Linked DNA regions of Mus musculus: all the other regions are linked to region 5. A link is a contact called in public HiChIP or PLAC-seq and promoter capture Hi-C data. All regions are on one chromosome and are shown on one strand. The core of a region is the stretch at or near the end of the contact, and the rest is flanking DNA. Distances in the headings are between cores, read along the strand shown.

Region 1 (2,700 bases), core at 152-2,651, 870 kb after region 5:
ACAGGGGCAGAGAGGATGTGAATCAGGCGCTGTTTTCTAGGGGAAAGGCCAGTGAGCTGGGGCTCAGACAAACAGTGCTTCCTAGGGAGAGGGCTGGCTGGGGAGGGAGGGGGCAGGGGCAGGGGAGTGTGGCCAATCTGGACTTCATTCTCTTTCTGCAGAAAAGGGATGACATTCAAGCAGTCAGAGGCAGAGGGCTGACCTGTCCAGGAAGAGTAAGGGGAATGCAGACAAGAAGCCAAAGGAAGAAAATGCAAAACAGGGAGCAAAATTTCTTGTGTTTCCTCTCCTCCTGTGCCATGGGGGAGTGGAGAAGGCAGGAGAGAGACCTGCCACTCCTTTCCACACCCCTACCCCCAGGTCAGTTTTCAGTTCACCTCACAGAACAGGAACACGATGCCACTGTTCTGTTACCACACTAACAAATTCAGCTGCTGATAATGTACAAATATCCTCCACAGGGTCACCAGGCCAGATGGGCTTTGGCTGGAGATCGATTGGCCATGCCAGTCAGCCTCCCCCTTCACCTGCCCAGTACTGGCATCTCTTAGCACCATGGAGCCTGTAGGGCTTGGAAGTCTTAGGCTGTCAGAATGATGGTGGATAGGTCCCTGCACCTCTGCGCTGATGGCCATGCCACTTGACTGCTCAGTGCCTCGCCATCAACATGGCAAAGATACATTGAGTACCTACTATGTGTCGGGCACTGTCCTTGGAGTTGAGAGTACACTCTAATACAGCCCAAGTGCAGCCCATGGAGGGCACCATCCTGCTGAGCAGAGGTAGGGGCTAGGAGGGGATGAACACAGTTCTCATGCAAATTAGTTATGAGATCATGAACAAGTTATGTAACCTCTCTGCACTTGTCTATGTGTACTGTTGTGAAAATGAAAAGAAATGGATTGAGTAAATTTCATACAACATTCAACTCAAGGTAAAGTTAAGTGTTAGCATTAAACAATAACAGCAATAATAATAATAATAATAATAATAATCACTGCAGTAGTTGAGTACCAGGGAGAAAGAGTGTGGGTTAGGAAGGGTGGGCTTGGCCTGTGGGCGGAGAAGCTACAGTCAGGACAGTTCTGAGGATGACATTCAAAGCCAGCCCTGCAGAGTAGTCTGAGGGACTTTTCCAAGCATGAAGATACTGTGTGTGGCTCTGACTCCGGCCTGACCCAGCTCACCGTCTCCACTGCGGCTGTAACACGGGGAAAGACCCACAGAATGGGCAGTGCAGTGCACTGAGCAGAGACAGGCGCATGTCCTGGGGAGGGGGGACGACATCCTCAGCATCCAGAACTGGCCTTCGGGAAGGCCACGGAGCTAGCTCCCCCCAGCAGAGACAGGCCTTGGGAGCAAGTAGGAAGGCAGGGCTCCATCGCTGCTCAGCCACCAACAGTCAGAGGGTCTCTTGTTCCACATAATTACATTCTAAGTCAGCGAGGTCTTTTCCATGGAAACTGCAAATCCAATACACTGCTTCCTTTCTGCGTTTTAAAAGCTATTCCAGAACCAAGGCACTGCCCACTTTCCAAGACGAAACTGCCAACACACAGTTTTCTACAATTATTCTGACAAGTTCTGTTTGTACACCACAGCCCAGAGACTGCTTCTAAAAGCAAACCAAGCTTGTGTGTTTCTCCTGTAGCCAATCCAAGCCGATGTGTCTCCCAGGTTGCTCCTTCAGTGTACTGTAAAGCATCCCTTGGAAAATATGAATTACTGAGCTGAACCAGAGTTCTGTGTCAATGAACAGACTTAATGACCACTCAAGGCCTCCTCACACCTACAACATGCCAAGCAGAACAAGCCAGCCGCCAGGCACGAAGGGAGCCCGCGTATGCTCTCAGAGGGCACCTGTGATCACTAAATGACCTGGATAGTCTCTCTACACTCCTCAAGGGTGGGGCATTCCCTCTTGGCTCTGGGGCGGGGTGGACTCACCGAGGTCGATGAGAATGGCGTGCTGCTGCGAGGTCAGCTTCTTCAGGAGCTCTTTGTAGGGCACGTCCTTTGGCTGCTGTTTACTAGGAAATGGGTGTTTAAGGTGGAACTGCTCAGCTAGAAATTTCCAGATCTCACCTCGGTGATGACGTGGCACACCTTTAACAGAGTGAGTGGAAAATATTAAACCAGGCTTTATACACAGAACTCAGCTCATTGATTAAAAAAAAAAAGAGTTGTGCCTTTTTTCATGACTGCAAATTCATTGTGTGTACAGACATTCAGGGGCATGTGGGTATGGGTACACGTGGACATGGAGGCCGGAAGACAACCTCAGGAACGCCATCCACTCACTCACTTTAGTTAGTTAGACATGGTCACTCACCAGGCTGCATTCCCCAGTCAGCCCCAGGGTTGTACCTACCTCTGCCTCCCGCATCCCGAGCACTGGGGCTACAGCAGGCACTATGGCTCCCAGGTTTCCTGTGAGTTCTGGGAACCAAATGGAGGCCCTCACACTTGCAAGGCAAGCACTTCATGGACTATGCCACCCCTAGTCTCCAATTACGGGATTCTTGAGTTATGGCAGGAATCCTGACCCAACCCAAGCCAACCTGAAGCCAACCAACAATGCTCCGAGGCAATGAAAGGAAGATGCACATGTCTCAGAGCAGGAAGAGAAGCAAAGTGAGGTAGAGCTCAGGGGAAAGAGCTGGCCCTCTGCATCTCAGCAATCAGGAGCTCACAGCCTCC
Region 2 (2,825 bases), core at 263-2,762, 860 kb after region 5:
TAGTGCCAATGGACTGACAGAGAAGCCACGCCCTGCAGTGACTTTTGCACACCTATCAGGGTCATTCCCTCTCCCTTCTGCATGGACTATTTATAGTGCTGGTCTTGTGTCCTTACCTGCATTCACCCACTTAAGATGGGGGCGGGGTGTACAGGAGAACTATGCCGCTTAATAAACCTTCGCATCCGAATCAGACTTATAAATAAGCATCAACTGTTCTGATTTAGTTCGTTAGATAGATTTCTAAGTTACTTCCTTCCTTCAGTATCTCTCCAAGGACCTGGCCTGTTTCCCCCCCAGGCAACAAAAGCTTAAGACTCTCTCATCATTATTCAAAGCACAATTGTTGGCAGTCAGCATCTGGGGCCAAGCTGGTCTCCTGCAAAGCTTAGTGTAGAAAGAGCCTCTCAGAAAGCTCCTGGACTGTCTGACCGTGGCAAGGACACTGTCTGCTCTGCAATAAAAGGGCTGATTCTCCTGGGACACCTCTGATCGCAACTACAAAGAGCGCGGGGTGGGAAAGGTCCTGCGGTCCTGGGAAAGCCCGGGCTGCTGGTGCCTTTGGTGAGTTAATGAGCGACTACACAGAGGCTCGGGAAGCCGCTCGGCAAATATGCTCTACCTGCAACTGCTCCAGGAGGTCAAGGTTCTGTTTGCGCAAGCTGCTGTTGGTTTTCTCCAATTTCTCCATTCTTTGGTTGTCACTGAGAGGCGAGGACTCAATAAGCTCCTCCTGGAGCACGTGGTACTCGACCTCATAGGCCTGGAGCTGCTTGGCGATGTCCATCTCAAACACCTGTTGGGTAGAGAAGCCACCAGGCTGAGTCACTGAGACAGGCCTCCCACGGGCACAGGTACCTGTGCTCACGCGCACGCGTGGAAGCACACGGAGAGGAGAAAACTCAGCTCTGACAAGGTCAATGGTTTTACACGGTGAGGACAACAAACACCTAGAGGTAATTGCAAAGGAAAAGAATAAATATAGGTTCTAACACGCTTCTACAAGGCCAAAAAGATTTAAAAAACAAAAAAACTTTTCAAGGCCTAGAGAGACAGCTCAGCAGTTAAAAGCACTGGCTGCCCTTCTCGAAGATTCAGGTATAATTCTCAGCACCCACTGGTGGCTCCTAGCTGTAACTCCAGTTCCCAGGGGAGCTGACACCCTCTTCTGGCCTTCATAGGCACCAGGCACTCAGGGGCACAGACAAGACTTTCAAAACTGTAGTTCTTAGCGGCTTTCCCTGCAAATGCTATGAAATACGCTGACTATAGGTTAAATGTGACAAAGGACTCATGTTCTGTTTGCAAGGTCACCACATTTAGTTACAATTCAGCTGGGTTTTTAAGAATTGTAAGAATGACAAAGTAATGGGACTGTTTATAGAAAAAGTCCTCTTGACCCAGATCTGCAGAAATGAGCCAATCCCAACTGTCACTCACACATGGATGAGCAGAGCCGGCTCTCTTCCTTTAACAGCAACAGTGACAACAGAGCCACACTTGTGAAACAAGCCCAAAGTGCAGACGCCACCCAGGGGGCAGTGTCTGCACTTTCTCCTGAGGAGGAAGAGCGACAGGGCTGGAGTGGGCCCAGTGTGAGTCAGCAGACTGCTGCTCACTGCAATGCCCTCTCTCCAATAAGGTAAGCCTGCAGGCTGAAGTCACCCAGCAGAGGCCTATAACAGGTACTTTCCTGATACTGCTGTGACAAAATGGTCAATGAAAGTAACAAAGAACAAAGGGTTTATTTTGGCCCAGTTCATGAGGTGGAGAGCCTGGGCGTCTGGAGCCTGAGGTGGCAGGAGACAGAGGAGTCTGGAGCCTGAGGTGTCTGGAGCCTGATGTGGCAGGAGCCTGAGGTGGCAGGAGACAGGGGTGTCTGGAGCCTGAGGTGGCAGGAGGCTAAGGTGTCTGGAGCCTGAGGTGGCAGGAGACAGGGGTGTCTGGAGTCTGAGGTGACAGGAGACAGGAGTGTCTGGAGGCTGAGGTGTCTGGAGCCTGAGGTATCTGGAGCCTGAGGTGGCAGAAGCCTGAGATGGCTGGGTACAATACACGCACAGCCAGGAAGCCTAGAGCCAAGTGTAGCAGCTCAGTTCACTGTCTCCTTTCTCCTCCCGGGAGCTGTCTCTCCTGGGATGGCACTGTCCGAATTTAGGGTAAGTTTTCTCACTTTAATTAGCCTAATCTGGAAACTGTCTTAGACCAGTCCTAAGGTGATTCTATCTTGGCAAGCTGACAGTCGAAAGCAACCATCACAACTCTCAAGGTGGTCTGGCAGTCTAGAACACTCTTCTGAGAATGGAGTTGCGGCTTCTGAAGGACAGAAGCTGTACTCTACTGCATTTCCTAACTAATGCAGCCAACACCCTTCCTAGCTGTGGGACGCCAGCTTTCCCCTAGGGTCCCCTACAGGGTTCCCTTCCCTATGAGCACTGAAGCTGTCCTACAAAGCCCTGCCACATTCCTGCCATTCCCAGTTGTCTTAAAAAAAAAAATTCAGCTTCCTAGTTTTCAGGTTAACTCCATGATTAATACTAAGTAGATTCAAAAGTTAGTCTATGCAAATACTAAGTCCCGTGCTGTCACGTCTACCTGATTTCTTTTTGTTCCTGAGAGGCTCAGTGGGCACCATTAGCATTTCCCATCCCTGGTGACAGCTCAGGCTGGGAGTCAGCTTTGCCCCTGAGGATCTGAGGGACTCAGTCTCTCTGGGCCTCAGTTCCTGGCCTCCCACACAGGGCGTAACACCTACCTCCCCGCACTGAGCTGGGGGTGAAGGGATACAGTTCACAGAGGTTCCGGTGCATGCCTGGAAAGCCTCCATC
Region 3 (2,700 bases), core at 71-2,570, 980 kb after region 5:
AACCCAAGGGGGACAGTGTTCCTAAAGAACAGCAACCAAAGCTAACCCCTGGCATGTGACCTAACACACACATGAACACATACACCACACACATATAAAAAAAAAATAAAAATGGAAAAGTATGAAATGCTATTTCCTGACTGGTCTATTAGCAAATAAAAACCTGATCCAAACTCGTTCCCCTCCCTCCACAGCAGGTCAAAGTTTCCTGGTTTAGGTGGTTGAATTTACCTTTGAATATGATTTTTTTTTTGTAAAATTTTTAATTTCTAAGACTTTCTATACAAACTTAATCCCAGGTTTTATCCACAGCTGAGCCCTTTCTCACAACATTCACTCTTTTCAAGTCTGAAATGAGCATGCTTCCTTATGCAAAACACGATCCTTTTAAAAATTTAACATTACTATTGTATGTGCCACTGCTGGGGCATGACGAGGGTACGAAGGCGTGGGTGGAGGTCAGAGGCCAACTTACTAGGATTGGCTCTCTCTTTCTACCAAATGGCCTGAGGGGTTGAATTGGGGTTGTCGGGCTTGGTGGCAGGTGCCTTTACCTGCTAAGCGATCCTGTCATCCCTAAAGCCCTGTTTTTGCTTTCTTGGTGTAACCTGAGATTTCAAGGTAAAAGCCAGTGAGTCACAGACTCCTGCATCTCGCCAAGTGTCTGCTCAGGCTCTTCTTGGTGCCATTGTTGGTGCACTGAGCAAGAACACTTTCCAGAAATCATGACCCAAGTTAGTCCCCATAACTGAGAGGAGGGGTGAGGGGAGGGGGAGGGGAAGGGGGAGGGGAGGAGAGAGGAGGGAGGGGAGGAGAGAGGGGGAGGGGGAGAGAGAATAGGGGGAAACAACCTCCAGTAGTCTCTGGGGATTTAGTGCTTAGCAAAAGAACACCTGCCCGGGTTGTAAAATAAACCACCCGTGCACACTGCACGCGCGCACACACACACACCCTGGCCTCTCTGTACAGCTGGAGAAGGAACAGAACTAAAAACAGCTCCTACTGGCTCTGACAGACACCAGGGGTGAGCGGACCTGAAGAGAGAATGGCTTCTCCTTTCCATGTGTGTTAGAGTCTCATCCATCCTCTTAAAGCTTTTATGCAGGGGGGTCTGAATTGTAGGTCTTCTAACCTGGAATTTCCCAAATGTGACAACGATAATACAAGCAACGTGAAGTTTCATGTTTTCATGAATTTCAACATAAACTCAGCTTTCAGATGAGGGCCAGGCAGTTTCTTCTGTGGTTTGGATTAACTTTCTTTTGAGCCTTTGAACTTTGCTCTCTATGAGGCAGAACGGGGTGGCTTGGGGCCAGGTGGACTCGGATGTTCTGCCAGCTCTACCTACTCATTTCAGGGACAGATCACACCTGGATCCGTATCTACCCTGTAGCTATTGTGGAAGTTATTATGGACTTAAAATCTCCAACATTCCTCCCAAGCTGTGACATTTATGTTGAAGTGAATCCCCTGGTGGCACACTGCTGAAACCCCAGCACTTGTAAGACCGAGGTAGAGGGATGACAGATTCGAGACCAACCAGAGCTGCAGACAGGGTTGCAGACTAGCCTGAGCTCTGAGACTCCATCTAAAACGAACCAACTCATGATGGGTTAATGGTCTGATGGCCTTAGCTCACAGTTATCTTTGATTGTTAAACTCAGAGTCACTCTCAACAGGTCACCAAAGCTCCGAGAACTTTCCAGAACGCAGAATCGGTTCCTTCCTTCGGAGGAGAGATCAAGAATGGATGCCTGCCTGGTCTCTCAAAGCCTTCTCGGAGATCACTATTCAGGAGGGAAGCAAGCAGTATTCCCTGAGCACTTAGTGTCTGGCAGATGTTTGCCATTATCTCGTTAATCATTGCAGCTCTTGGAGATAAGAAATGATCGTGGTGATGGAGCATAATGCTCAGAGTGCTTTGCCTGTCAGACTCGGAGGAAACCAGTGAACCCTAGACAAAGTCCATTGGCCCCCCACGCATTGTTCAAAATCTCCATAGTGCATGAAACAGGGAGCCTCCTGACCTCCTAAGAAGGGGAAACTGAGGACCAGTTGGTAATTTCACATCTACAACCTGGCCCCACCGAGGGATAGGCTTCAACCATCCATCAGTCTACTAATGCCTATGGCTCATCACCGCGCATCAGTTCCTGGGGTGCAGCGGTAGACACACCACCTGCCCTTGAAGGGACGGTTTACAGTCCAGCAAGCCCACACTGCAAGCAAAGAGGAAAGAGCACAGCTGACTGCTTGAGTCAGGGAGCCAGAGAAGGGGTCCTGAGCCAACGGCAGGCCCTGTAGGCAGCTTGGAGTCTTACCAGGCATCCAAATGCTAAGTAGAAATTACCCTTACAGATAAGAGAGGAGGAAGACTATCCCTAATCTGTAGAGCATTAGAATTAGGTACTGACAGGATTTTCACTTTTTTGGGTAAGATTTATTATTTTATAAATGTTTTGCCTACACATGTCTGTGTATCACATGTGTACCTGGTCCCTACAGAGGCCAAAGAGGACACTAGAACCCCCTGGGACTGGAGTTACTGACAGTTGTGAGCCATCACATAAGTGTTGGGACTCAAGCCCTGGAAGAGCAATCAGTGTTCTTAACCACTGAGCCATCTCTCCAGCCCCTAGAATTTGTCAAATCATTCATGCTTCCTACAGCTTAACTGGTAAAACAATCCCTCCCCTATGC
Region 4 (2,830 bases), core at 86-2,585, 770 kb after region 5:
ATATGGCTTTTTGTACATGGGTTCCAAGGCTCAAACTCAGGTCATCAGTCTTATACTGCATTACCTGCTGACCCATCTTGCTAGCCCTTGTTATTGTGTTAACATACGCTGCTTCTAAGGACAAGCCTTCATGTACACAGTCTTAAGGTATAAATTAGGTCAGTGTCTCTAATCCAAGACCAATCCAGGAAGACTATATATGACCCGTAGTCTCTCATCTCCAAATTCTGTTCCAGTACCATCTGGTACATTGAGGAAGGTCAGTTGTCATCTTTCTATTTCTTCAGTCTAACAAATATAGACTGCACCCTGCCCTGCTCCTCCCATGCACCAAACATTAGGGATACCAAAGGAGCTAAGGCTTCTATTAACACACTAGTCTGCCACCTCCTGAAAAAGTAAATATCAAGGTGTCCTGGGAGGTGGCTCTGTGGCAGAGCATTTGCCAAGCATGCATAAAGTCCTGGGTTCCATCACTGATGCTGGGGGCTTAAGGGGACAACAGAGGTTGCACTGAGAGAGGTAGCCAGAGGTGGGCTAGGGAAAGAGAAAAGCCTGCAACCAGCAGGAGGAGGATAGGTAAGGGCCCCACGTGGATTCGTTCTGATGCTGGCTGCTACATCCAACTGGAGAATGAGTGAAACTCTATATCCATGTCCTTGAACGACTTACCATTCATGTTCATGGACTTGGTCCATGTCTGCAAACTCCTCCATCTCTCTGTCCACGAGATCCTTCTCTTCTACATCCATGAATTCTGTCTCATCCGTGACTGCAAACTTTATCCCGTTCATATTCACAAACTGTTATTCTATCCATGTTCACAAACCTGCATTCATGCGTGCAAACTCCACCCCCCACCCGCTGTGTTCATGGACCCTGTCCCACCCGTGTTCATGACCTCTCCCTATGCCATCCATATCTGCCATTCCTTCGCTTGGCTCCAAATCCCAAGTCTCTGAGACTTCAGTCCTACAAGTACTTCATCTACAGAATCACCCCAAAGTAAAAGCCACCAGTGGGAAACGTTCATGATAACAAGATGGCAGCCAGGTGGCAAGCCAGCAAGAGCGCTCGAAACAGCCTGAGGACACGGGGAAAGAAAGAGGTACTCAGCAACCCCACAACTGCTGTTATCCCATGCTGAAGACAACTTGTTCCTCCCTAGACCTGGCTGCAGGAGGAGGAGGAAAGTCACAGAGGCAGCAAGCACCCCAGCCTTGCTTCAGTGCCTGACAAGGCGTCTTGCCTCCGGGAAGGAGCTCCCTATAGCTGCTTAGAGAAGTCAGGGCCCTGCACACCACACCCTACACCTCCCTCTACTTCTTTGCCAGGCTGCACCTGGCCTCTGGCCTCACCTGCCCCACCCAGTTACACCCATGATTCCAACAGTGGCCAGCAAACACAAAGCTATCAGCAATAACAAAACAGAAGGAAGAAATTCAAGTCAAACCAGGTTCCGGCTGCCCTCGGCTGAGCTCCTGCAGCACTGTCTGGTGCCTCCAGCCTTCTGCGTCCCAAACCCAAGTTGAACGGCCAGATCTTATCTGACTTCTCACTGGGCTCTAAGGGTACTGTGTCCTTTCTGTGTCTGGGCCCAGCACCCCTGTCTGAATGGCACCACAGAGATCCAAGAGTGGCTGCAGCCTTCCTACGCATTGCACTGCATTCTCTCAGTCCCCTCACATAGCACTCACATAGCACCGTGCCTCGCTCTTCCAATAATTTTGGCCAGCCCAGTTTTTTTAGAAGCAGGACTTGAAACTCAGAAAGGTGCAGTCTTCCATTAGACTAACAGTGAGAAACAGAGCAGGTGACTACCTGATTAAAGTAAAGCGTTTCTTGGAGCATCTGTCTTGTATGCTGTGAATAGACCTATTTTCCAAAACAGGTTCGACTTGGAAAGATCCTTCTTTTGATTGGCACCTGTCTGGTGGACCCACACCAGGCTGGGCTGCAGCAGGATTCATGTTTGCTGTCTCCCACCTCCATCTGAAATGAAGCTCATTTACTGAGTTACTCAGAATTATCCAGACTGGCTTTGCAATCCCTTCTCCAGGGTCACACATGCTAGGCCAGGGGAAAGCGTTCCTGAAAACCAGGACAGGAGACAAGGCAGGGTACTGGACAGACATGGGGACCCGGAGACCAGCAGGCAGGCCTAGCACACTTCTAAGCATCCATGCAGATCCTAGCACTGATAGAGATGGTGGGGACAGACAGGAGCCATTTCTGGACCAAAACTCACAGAGCACTGGGTGGAGGCTGGTGGGAATTAAAGAATAAGTGTTCCATGGGAGCATCATTTGTTTCAGAACATTTCTTTTTCTAATTCTCTGGGGGAATGCAGCCTGCAACTCTTTCAACTCTAAGAAAGAAAAGCAGCCTCCAGCCACCACTGAACAAAGGCCACCATCTACTGGTTTCAGAACCACATTCCCATCAGACAAATACATCACAGGGTGTGGCCAAAACAACCTGGTTTATTGGCACCCTGACCCCAGGTCAGAAGCCGGAGATAAAATGTGACTCCAGGCTCTTGCCTTGGGGCTCTGGGAACAGCAAGCAGGGACCCACCCTGCTCACACCAACTGGCCATTCTGGTTCATCAAGATGAAATTGTTTTCCTTCGCAGCCGCACCCAGTGCTCCACCATAAGAAGAAACAGGTCAGGAGCATCCAGCAAGGTTTGACCCTTTCATGGAGGTTCCTGCCCAGAGCAATGCAGAGGTCACATCTGCAACCAGGTCTAGAGCAAAACTTTCAGGGACCCCAGGTGGTTCCCACAGACTCCAGAGTAGAAGAGAAAGGCCTCCGACCCCAAAGCACT
Region 5 (2,882 bases), core at 180-2,679:
CCAATGAATGCTGGCTTTATTGGTATTTTTTCTGTTAGATGCTGATACAAATTTTGGAGATACTCGGCAAAACAAACTGTATTATCACAATGTTATTTGTTTTTTTTAAACAATTTTATTGTTGTTATAAGTTAAAAATTTGAAATTTCATTGACTTATATTATTCTTATATCAGACTGCTACATTCTAGAATACTCAGGAACATGACCCTAGATGAAAAATATTAGTTTTAAATACTGTAGATTAATCAAGCACACCCTTATCTAGGTAGATGCAGCTTAGATACTGTAGCTGAAGACTTGAATCTGAGTGACAACACAACTCCTCCAATGCTATCTGAATAAATGCCCATCTCCCGAAAGCCTGTGTCCTGGAATCGCAACTTAAGATAGAGGTGCGCTATGATGCCAAGCACACACAGGTTTTTTCCAGCACGTACACTCACTCAACGTATTCTAGACCATCTTACTTCTGCGAGTTTGGGAATACATCGTCCTTAAACCTGATTCTATTCCTTTCATGGCAGATCTGTCTTGGGCTGTAATCTTACAGGTTAGTTTTCTTCCACAGAGTTATATCGGTTCTAGGTACAACTCAGATAAAAGTTACAGCTTTCCTAGAACAGCAAAAAGGTTTGCTTGTTGCAGGTCACGGTTAACTTAACTGTAAAGAGAATAGTATTTACTCCTTTCCGACACACCAGAAAGTGAATCATGCAAAGTTATCTGCCAATTCCAATGGACACACAAGAGCTACAGTGAAGCTTTAGGAAAGCTGAAACCATTTTAAACTCGGTGTTTCCATTTCTTTGTCAGAGCAGTGCGGGGGTAAGTACCTCTGAGGTAAATCACAGGAGTGCAGCGGCTGCCCCTGTGGAATTCACAACAAACCCAATCAGAAAACCTGCGTGCAGTGGAGGACGCACACAGGTGTGCAGATTTCTCCATCATGTGTTCTAGCGACCAGGGCTCTGCATACCGGACAGGTCACAGGCCAAGTAATTCTTGATGACTGTTTTAGAGACTTTTGATTCTCCCTAGGGCTCTGGGCCAGTGGCTTGGTTTGCCCAGGATTAAGCTACAAGAAATCGGTAGCGATACCGGTAGTTCGGGCGTACTCAGATCAGGCTTCTACCAGATTCCAGAGGGCACAGGCCTCCCTCAGCCCGCTCTCCAGAGCTTCCTTTCCCTGCATCCTTACAAGCCCATCATCCCCTCCCGCCCGCTCCCGGAGCTCATTCCTCTATCCTCAGCACTTCCGCGGAGGGACAGGGACACAAACTCCTCAGAGTCGCGCTCCGAGAGTTTAGGAAATACAGAGGCTGCCACATCTTCTCAATCCGCTGGCACTTGTAAGTTATTTACCTTCATTTCAAAGGCTCCAGCGACACCCCCGTTCTTGTAAGTGCGCAGGCGCAACAGAACACCCCCGCCCCGCTACCGCGTTCTCGTCACCCAGGAGACCGTGCAAACAGCGACCAATCAGCGAGCGTGGGGCGGAGCTGCCCCCGGAGCCCTCCTTTGAGAGAGATGGGCAGGGTGGGTAGAGTCACGTGATGGAGGTGGAGCTAAGCTCCGGGAAGTTGAATGCTACGAGGGCTGGTCAACTTCCTGCCTGAGCTCTGATTGGGTGAGGCTGCGAGGCAGGCGGGCCCTATGGACAGAAAGGGTCTTGAGCTATGTGAGCAGAAACCACTGGCCTAGGAGCGGTTGTAAAGGAATTCCGGGGGGAAAAAAGCTGGACCCAGAGGTTGGCAAGTAGGAGGCAGGAATTGGCTCATGAGCCAGACGGCTTCTACAAGATCCACTTGTAAAAAAGGCTTGGAGAAACTAATGTATCATTCCTCATTTTTTTTTCTTGCAGGGTTTTTATTTTTGATTTTGCCCTAACGGAGGTGAGGTATGAGGAGTCGTTTTCTTTCAGGACCATTAAGACAATTTTAGCTAGTGTGATCGGGGAGGAATAGTTGAAAAAAATAAAGAAAAGAACTCGCCTGTAGTATTTGAGCCTGGTAAACAAGAAGTTTAGCGGAAGCTAAGCATTAAAAGTTGGCTGGAGGGAGGGAGTGGGATTCTGCACAGTAGCTAAGGTTGGCTAGCTGGGCATCATCACCTCGGGTTCCTAGAATAGAGTTGGGTAATTTTTCACAGCGACTCTCGTCCATGAGATAAAATTGTAGTCAAACCTAAAATGGCCTCAGCAAGAATACAAGATGGAGAAACTTCTGCATTGTCTTGCTCTGTCACAATAGTAACAGGCTAATCAAAAACAAACAAAAAAAAAACAAAAAACCTACATGGTTGCATCAGTAGCTATAATAACAAAGCATTTGACAAAACTGAACATAAAACAAACCCTCAAAATTCTCAAAAAACAAAACCCAACAAGAAAAAGCAAGACAACAAAACCCTGTACCATAGAAATTGTAAACAGTATCTCCAAATAGCCTAAGGCTGATGTACTTAATGCTAAGAATCTTGAAAGTAGTCCCATTAGGAACAAGGCAGGGATGTCCCCTCTTGTGACTCTTTCTCAATTCTGGTGGAAGTCCTAGTTAATGCAATAAGGAGAGAAAAAGAAGCATACTGATTGAGGAAGGAGGTGGGAAAACTGCAGATGACATGACTGAGAGTGTACAGAATCAGTAGAAGAGAGGGAGGGATGTGGGGTAGAGGTAGAGCTAATTATACCAAGCCTCCAGGATACAATCTTAATACACAAAGAGTAGTCACACCCCTCCATATCAGTAATAAGCAGATTTGAAATAAAAGAGCAGTGCCATTTTCATGAGTACCTCTCAAAATGGAATGCAGCTACAAGTCTAGCAACGTATATACATAATGGGTGTGAACAACAGTACAGAACCGAAGATAGATATTAAA
Region 6 (2,709 bases), core at 20-2,519, 920 kb after region 5:
AGGGTATTAAAGCTGTTATATAATAACACCTGCTTCTCAGAGACAAGTTCTTGCTTCCTGCAAAGATGGGGAAAGTTCCAAAAATAATAATGAAGTTCACAAGCTGCAGCACTGACTGCTCAAATACCATGACCAGATTGCTAACTCCAGAGAACAGGCTTTTCACAGGCTTATAGGAAGTATGGTCCTGTATGGAGAGTTCCCACCACTTAACCAACTTCTTTATCTTTGCCTAGTATGTTCATGGATGTTTACCTACAGTTCAAGGCTCTTTCTGACTCTGATCTAATGTTGAGATTTAACTTGGCACTCTTGATGCTAAAACTATACTGTATGTTCTGCCTGGAGTAAAGACATGTTTATCACATGTGACTTGCCATAATTCAGGGGAAGTCATTTAACTTCTTGCTGCATTCCACTGTCTGCCTCTGTAAGAGTACAGTGAAAATTCACTGCACCATTTCCTGAATTAAGCAAGATGAGACCACTTTAAAGTGGCTTGTATTCCGACTGATGCTACAGAAATAAGCTAAAGTTTCACTGAGTACTCCCTCCTTACTGTATGCTCAAACATTCAACAAGAGTCCTAACAAATCAACCTTGGTGGTCATGCCTATAATTTCTGCCCTTGAAGGCAGAGGTCAGAGGATCAGGAGTTCTGGGCCATCAAGGTCACCTTGAGCTAGGTACAAAACCAGAAAAGGGGATGGAGGGGACACATAAAAACAAAGGATGGGAGTCTTAAGAACTTCATAATCAACACTAAGGTATCTGAAATTCCGACTCCCTGGCTACTTCCTTGGCACAATGCCCAGGCTTTCCACAGGATTTAATTCGTAGCATCAGTACCTTCCCTTCTCCAAGCTTTCTACTACCAAACCACACCTCTTCCCCTCACTCCTCTGAGGTCCAAGCCACCAGTATCTGTTGTCTGCAGCTCTCGTCTCGTCACACTCCCCCTCATGTGGGGTTTACTTGTTCAACTGTACCTTCTCACCTATGGACCCAGCCATCTTTTTACAATAGGTGACCAGCAGCACTTGACATTTGCACACTTGAACGTGGAAGTACAATCAGTGTGTGTCCTGTGAAGGCTGGATGATGATGTGGCCTGCTGTGCCTTAACTTAGAACGCTACATGGAGAAGACTGACTTCCAGGTCTTCCGGCACAACGCCAGCTACAAAAGCAGCAGGAGCAGCGACACGGTCTTGCTGCCGAGCGGTGTCAGCATTGAGATCCCAGCCAGAACAAGTGAAGCACAGAGGCAGCTTAAAGTCTGAGTCATGCTCATCTAAAGGAATGAGTCTCAAACCACACACTACACACCCCAGTAGGTAGTAATATCAATTTAGTGGCTTGCCAGGAGCATCTTAAAAATAAATGAGCAGAAATAACAGTGTATGCAGCCCATTATCCAGAGAGTGCTTTCATTTTAACTCATTTTCATTTTGTGTGGGAGGGCTATGTGTATTTGCAAACTATGTCAAATGTTAAATGTCTTTCTTATTGTTGGCGAGGATCTGAAGCCTTTGAAAACTTCAAGTCTAGGACAGAGCTTTGGTGAGGGGCTGGGGCTCATAAGCTTCCTTGTTCTTACATCAGAGCATGCTGACAATATGGAGGAAGGCTGCCTCCTGACTGGCAGTCATAGGGTTAAATAAACCAGGTCCCGTCACGTGTAAATGACCCTGGAACAAGATAGAAAGCAAGGGGACAAGTAGGTGTGTCACCACAGAAGGCGGTCGGGCAATGCATCATACCTGTGTCCTGCGGCAGACCACGGGGCAAGGCTTGGCTGCTTATTCAAACAAAACAATCATGTTTTCTCACGGTCATGGGATCAGCTACAGGCCACAGTCTCAGGAATTTCTGCTGCACAATTCCCTGAATTCACAACCCCCTCCCCACCTTTGAAGCTGTCTCAATCTTTTATTATTACAAACTCTACTTTGGATAAGAAGCCCATGGTTGTTACAGATCAGGTCTCATCTGTCTAAAAATATGATCTTGATTCTCTGTTTATAGCAATAGTTATTGGCCTTTTTATTTAAAACTTTTCACACAGCTTGCCCTCTACTTGTAGAGAAGTCTGGAAGCACTAAGTGTTTTATGACTAGAGGGGCATGGGCTTTTTTGTCCTGATAGCTGTGTAGAGTCAAGATGGGCAGGCCTGTTGGCTGCATCTTCAGGGGACCACTGAAAGAAACATGCTTACTTTGCTGGTGTTACTTAGAGTACTAGAAGTGGAGCTGTCCAGATCCACACTGGCGGAATGGTCCTGCAGGCCTCTGGCTTTATTACCCTACGAAGAGAAAAGGCAGTTGAGCCACAGCCCCAAAGTCATCAGCATCTGGAAGCAGCCTGGCCTTGTTAAATAAGCCCGGAAAATAAACTCACTGACAAGCACAGCTCAGCACAACCCTGCACTAACCATCACATTTCTGTCATCATTTTAAGAATCATACCAACCTAGATGATCCACAGAGCCCCATGGATCAGTCATTTGCTGGGGACAACAGACAGCAAGGTGGCCTAATACATCTATCATGATCCCCAAAGCACACTCAATAGCTCCTTCCTGAGTCATGGGCGATCATAACTGGCCACCTGGATGTCACTCAATCAACCTGCATCCCTCTGGGAACTCTCAAAGGCAAGCCCTTTCAGTCTTGGTTTATAATTGGATTGCTTTGAATTATCTCAAAGG
Region 7 (2,700 bases), core at 43-2,542, 830 kb after region 5:
GGTTGGCACCATTACACTCACCTAGCTCATTTTGTTTTTAACATGTGCTCTAGGGGACCAAATTCCTGTCCTCACACTTATACAGCAAGCAGGTTGCCAACAGAGCCATCTCCCCAGACCTGACGCAGGTGCAGTTGGAAACCCTCTCTGAGGATGTATCCTGTGAGCACAGATGGAATAAAAGGAGTAGCTTGTAGTTTATACTACCATGAAGATGACCATGAATCACACTCCTGTGAATAAATCTTTGTGTATGCTTCTGATGGGTTCTTTGAATCTATTTCTGGTGCGGAGTTAATGAGTCAGAAGAGCAAATGTTTTAAGGGTCTCGCTTGAAACAATGTGCTGAAGCCTCTCCTGTTATTGAGCCTTCTCTTTAGAGCTAAAAAGAAGCAATTATCAAAGACCTAGATTTCAAGGCATTTTAAGTATGTACTTAACCTTTTGTCATGTTAAAGATTTCAGGGGCATTTATACCAGTCTCTCTGAGCCTGGCTGTGGCCACGATCCTATGCAGTCCTTTCATCCTCTAGTTCCACACCCCTCCATGCCATTCTTTATGCTAGAGCTGGGTTAGGTCATGGAATTTTAGTGTGAGAAACGACCCAGATGATAACAAGTCCACCCCATTTGCTAGTTGGGAAAACTGAGACCCAGAGATACTCCTGAACTGCTCAAAGCCTCATGGTAAGTTCTTCCTGGTCTATAAAGGCTCACTCTCCTGGTTTCTGCTTCTGCAACAGAGTCAGTGGTAAGTGAAACATCCATGTGGTGTCTCATGGTGTACAAACGGCAGGCAGAAGTTTAGAGCCAATGTCACAGATACAGCTTGCCAGATTCACCTGTCCTGCAGGTGGCGGTGAACATTAATGTCACTAGATAGTAGATGTGGTCATAGGACAGTGATGGGTAATGTGACATTCAAATGTTAGTGATGACCACTGGTGACAGAGCAAGAGACGTCCCCACATCAGATATGGGTCCCCGTGGGAAAGGTCACTGGTAAGGCCACCATGGCCTTGGGACCTGTGGGCCTGAACAGAAGACCTCAATGGAAAGAGGCTGGTTTTTAGCCCATAAGAATCCCTGCAGCTGGGGAAGGAGTCACATAAGGCCACCCTGAGGCACAGAGACTCTTCAGCCCAAGTCAGGGGATAGACAGAGAAAGCTGCCCGGCTGGAGGCCTCTGACAGGGTCAGCTTTCATGGGCTGCCAGGTCTCTCCAGGGAGGCCAGCTGCCCAGCCCAAAAGGCTTGGGCCACCCTGACACGTGAGAGAAGACTCTTGTTCTGTCACCGCTCTCCTCGCTGGGCTGCGTTCCAGGCATGCAGGGGAATGGCGCCCAGCAAGGGGAGGAGGTGAGCTGAGAGAGGGGAGGAGGAGGAGCAAGCTTCCCAGGGCAGACTTCCAGGAGGAGGGAGTCAATGCCAAGAGAGAAAAGAGAAGATTTAAGGTTAACTCCGGTTCGGTGTTTAACTATTACTTTAGACTTGAAAAGCTAAAATCTGAAAGAAGGCTTTTTTTTTCCAATTCAAAGGCTTTTTTTTTTTTAATTGCCTCAACCCAACCCAGAAGTTGTAAGCCTGACTTAGTCATTGAGGGGGACAGCAGAGTTCTCCCTGTTGTAGATAACACTTAAAATGACATCAGGAGACTGTTATGTTTCTCATTGCTCTGATAGACTCCCTAACAAAAGAAACCTAAGAAGAAAAGTTCATTGGTAGGGAAGCATGCGATCTGTTGTGGCAGGAAAGGCAAGGCAGGAGACCGTGGTCAAGAAGCAGAGAGATGGAAGCTGGTGCTCAGCCTCCCCCACCCCACCCCACCTCACCCCCACTTTGCCTTTTCAGTCCAGGACCCTAAGAGATGGTGCTTCCCACATTTAGGGCTATTTTCTTCTCAGTTAGCCCTTTGGGGAACACAGTCACAGAGTGGCTCCTATGTAATTCTGAATCCGGCCAAGGTGAGAATGAAGATTACCATAACAGAGACCCACAAAACTCAGGTTTCTGCCCCTATTGCTTTCATGGGGGTAAATTTGTAATAGTTAAGTGATGATAGATAGATAGATAGATAGATAGATAGATAGATAGATAGATAGACAGACTGATGGAAGACAGATAGACATGCCTCCTGCCAACTGCCCCTGCCTCATGTTTTTCTGATGCTGCGGTTACACATGAGGTTGACTTGAGCTGCTTTCTGGCTGTCTTTTTTACACACAGTAGAGTTTCAAAACTAACCCTTTTCTGCGAACTGGTCTCTCACTCTACTTTCGTGCACTAAGCTACGAGCCAAAGTAATGTTTAGACTCCTCTTCCAAGTTTCAGCTGAATGTTGCATTTCTTAAAAGTTTTTTTTTCTTTTTCCTAAAATCTTTTCTTCTTTTAGAGCCCCAGCAACTTGCATGACCAAGGTCAGTGTCACTCGGAAGGCAAGCTTAACTCACAACTGCATCCACCAACTTGTGTCTGTAAGCCATAGAGCTCCATGTTCTCTCAAGCCCTCCAGGGCCTTCCCCAGTCGTCCACTCCTCAGTCATCCATTCGGTCGCTGTTGGGCAGCCTGCCCTTCCTTTACAATTATTCTTCAGAGTTCTGGAGTGCACATCAGGAAGCTGACTGACAGTCACTGCTCTCACCCCACCCAGGATCGTGCGGATGTAGAGTTACCTCAAGCAGGATGATCCTGGCCTTGTAT

The links. Promoter capture Hi-C pulls out the DNA fragments that hold promoters and counts their contacts. HiChIP or PLAC-seq counts read pairs in DNA pulled down with a chosen protein or histone mark.
Region 1: a contact with region 5 is called in an H3K27ac HiChIP or PLAC-seq map of the NIH/3T3 cell line, with 6 times the contacts expected there. The contact joins the enhancer-like site here to the promoter of Wdr19 in region 5. A contact is called at or near these places in 9 of 39 promoter capture datasets (the 3T3-L1 cell line, embryonic stem cells, hippocampal neurons and 3 more), 2 of 115 datasets of contacts at active chromatin or transcription factors (the NIH/3T3 cell line and astrocytes) and 1 of 9 other capture datasets (macrophages).
Region 2: a promoter capture Hi-C map of embryonic stem cells shows a contact between it and region 5, with 4 times the contacts expected there. The contact joins the enhancer-like site here to the promoter of Wdr19 in region 5. A contact is called at or near these places in 14 of 39 promoter capture datasets (the 3T3-L1 cell line, the C10 cell line, cranial neural crest and 6 more), 2 of 115 datasets of contacts at active chromatin or transcription factors (the NIH/3T3 cell line and microglia) and 1 of 9 other capture datasets (adipose tissue).
Region 3: an H3K27ac HiChIP or PLAC-seq map of large pre-B cells shows a contact between it and region 5, with 2.6 times the contacts expected there. The contact joins the enhancer-like site here to the promoter of Wdr19 in region 5. A contact is called at or near these places in 9 of 39 promoter capture datasets (the C10 cell line, embryonic stem cells, hematopoietic stem and progenitor cells and 4 more), 2 of 115 datasets of contacts at active chromatin or transcription factors (astrocytes and large pre-B cells) and 1 of 9 other capture datasets (adipose tissue).
Region 4: a promoter capture Hi-C map of embryonic stem cells shows a contact between it and region 5, with 2.5 times the contacts expected there. The contact joins the enhancer-like site here to the promoter of Wdr19 in region 5. A contact is called at or near these places in 6 of 39 promoter capture datasets (the 3T3-L1 cell line, embryonic stem cells, hematopoietic stem and progenitor cells and 2 more), 1 of 115 datasets of contacts at active chromatin or transcription factors (bone marrow-derived macrophages) and 2 of 9 other capture datasets (adipose tissue and macrophages).
Region 6: a FOXA1 HiChIP or PLAC-seq map of pancreatic cancer cells shows a contact between it and region 5. The contact joins the enhancer-like site here to the promoter of Wdr19 in region 5. A contact is called at or near these places in 12 of 39 promoter capture datasets (the 3T3-L1 cell line, the SN4741 cell line, embryonic stem cells and 5 more), 6 of 115 datasets of contacts at active chromatin or transcription factors (the NIH/3T3 cell line, astrocytes, fibro-adipogenic progenitors and 3 more) and 1 of 9 other capture datasets (adipose tissue).
Region 7: a contact with region 5 is called in a promoter capture Hi-C map of liver, with 4 times the contacts expected there. The contact joins the enhancer-like site here to the promoter of Wdr19 in region 5. A contact is called at or near these places in 9 of 39 promoter capture datasets (the 3T3-L1 cell line, the C10 cell line, cranial neural crest and 5 more), 1 of 15 datasets of contacts at CTCF or cohesin (embryonic stem cells), 2 of 484 Hi-C or Micro-C datasets (Th1 cells and cortical neurons), 3 of 115 datasets of contacts at active chromatin or transcription factors (astrocytes, large pre-B cells and stem cell-derived neural progenitor cells) and 2 of 9 other capture datasets (adipose tissue and macrophages).

The regions. Positions count from the first base shown.
Region 1 is chr5:64,323,857-64,326,556 of GRCm38.p6, reverse strand. It overlaps Tbc1d1 (TBC1 domain family, member 1), which reads right to left. Exons shown (of 22, transcript NM_001310611.1): 17 at 1,948-2,106. Among named protein-coding and RNA genes, the nearest start is that of Gm43837, 53 kb to the left of the region's middle. Within about 2 kb of position 1,401, at least 127 of the 459 cell types and tissues checked have an H3K27ac peak or open chromatin away from gene starts, as enhancers often do. A contact at or near this core is called in the NIH/3T3 cell line, astrocytes and liver, where this site is marked.
Region 2 is chr5:64,343,223-64,346,047 of GRCm38.p6, reverse strand. It overlaps Tbc1d1 (TBC1 domain family, member 1), which reads right to left. Exons shown (of 22, transcript NM_001310611.1): 21 at 623-796. Among named protein-coding and RNA genes, the nearest start is that of Gm43837, 33 kb to the left of the region's middle. Within about 2 kb of position 1,512, at least 168 of the 459 cell types and tissues checked have an H3K27ac peak or open chromatin away from gene starts, as enhancers often do. A contact at or near this core is called in adipose tissue, embryonic stem cells, liver and 3 more, where this site is marked.
Region 3 is chr5:64,216,666-64,219,365 of GRCm38.p6, reverse strand. The region is part of intron 2 of Tbc1d1 (TBC1 domain family, member 1); the gene reads right to left. Among named protein-coding and RNA genes, the nearest start is that of Gm46913, 29 kb to the left of the region's middle. Within about 2 kb of position 1,320, at least 56 of the 459 cell types and tissues checked have an H3K27ac peak or open chromatin away from gene starts, as enhancers often do. A contact at or near this core is called in liver and pre-B cells, where this site is marked.
Region 4 is chr5:64,430,381-64,433,210 of GRCm38.p6, reverse strand. No RefSeq gene overlaps it. Among named protein-coding and RNA genes, the nearest start is that of Gm31363, 20 kb to the left of the region's middle. Within about 2 kb of position 1,335, at least 43 of the 459 cell types and tissues checked have an H3K27ac peak or open chromatin away from gene starts, as enhancers often do. A contact at or near this core is called in embryonic stem cells, where this site is marked.
Region 5 is chr5:65,198,243-65,201,124 of GRCm38.p6, reverse strand. It overlaps Wdr19 (WD repeat domain 19), which reads right to left and starts at 1,429. Exons shown (of 37, transcript NM_153391.2): 1 at 1,365-1,429. The coding sequence starts at 1,370.
Region 6 is chr5:64,278,926-64,281,634 of GRCm38.p6, reverse strand. Tbc1d1 (TBC1 domain family, member 1) reads right to left here. Exons shown (of 22, transcript NM_001310611.1): 10 at 2,218-2,304. Among named protein-coding and RNA genes, the nearest start is that of Gm38634, 23 kb to the right of the region's middle. Within about 2 kb of position 1,269, at least 48 of the 459 cell types and tissues checked have an H3K27ac peak or open chromatin away from gene starts, as enhancers often do. A contact at or near this core is called in the NIH/3T3 cell line, the SN4741 cell line, hippocampal neurons and 1 more, where this site is marked.
Region 7 is chr5:64,366,228-64,368,927 of GRCm38.p6, reverse strand. No RefSeq gene overlaps it. Among named protein-coding and RNA genes, the nearest start is that of Gm43837, 10 kb to the left of the region's middle. Within about 2 kb of position 1,292, at least 85 of the 459 cell types and tissues checked have an H3K27ac peak or open chromatin away from gene starts, as enhancers often do. A contact at or near this core is called in adipose tissue, astrocytes, cortical neurons and 1 more, where this site is marked.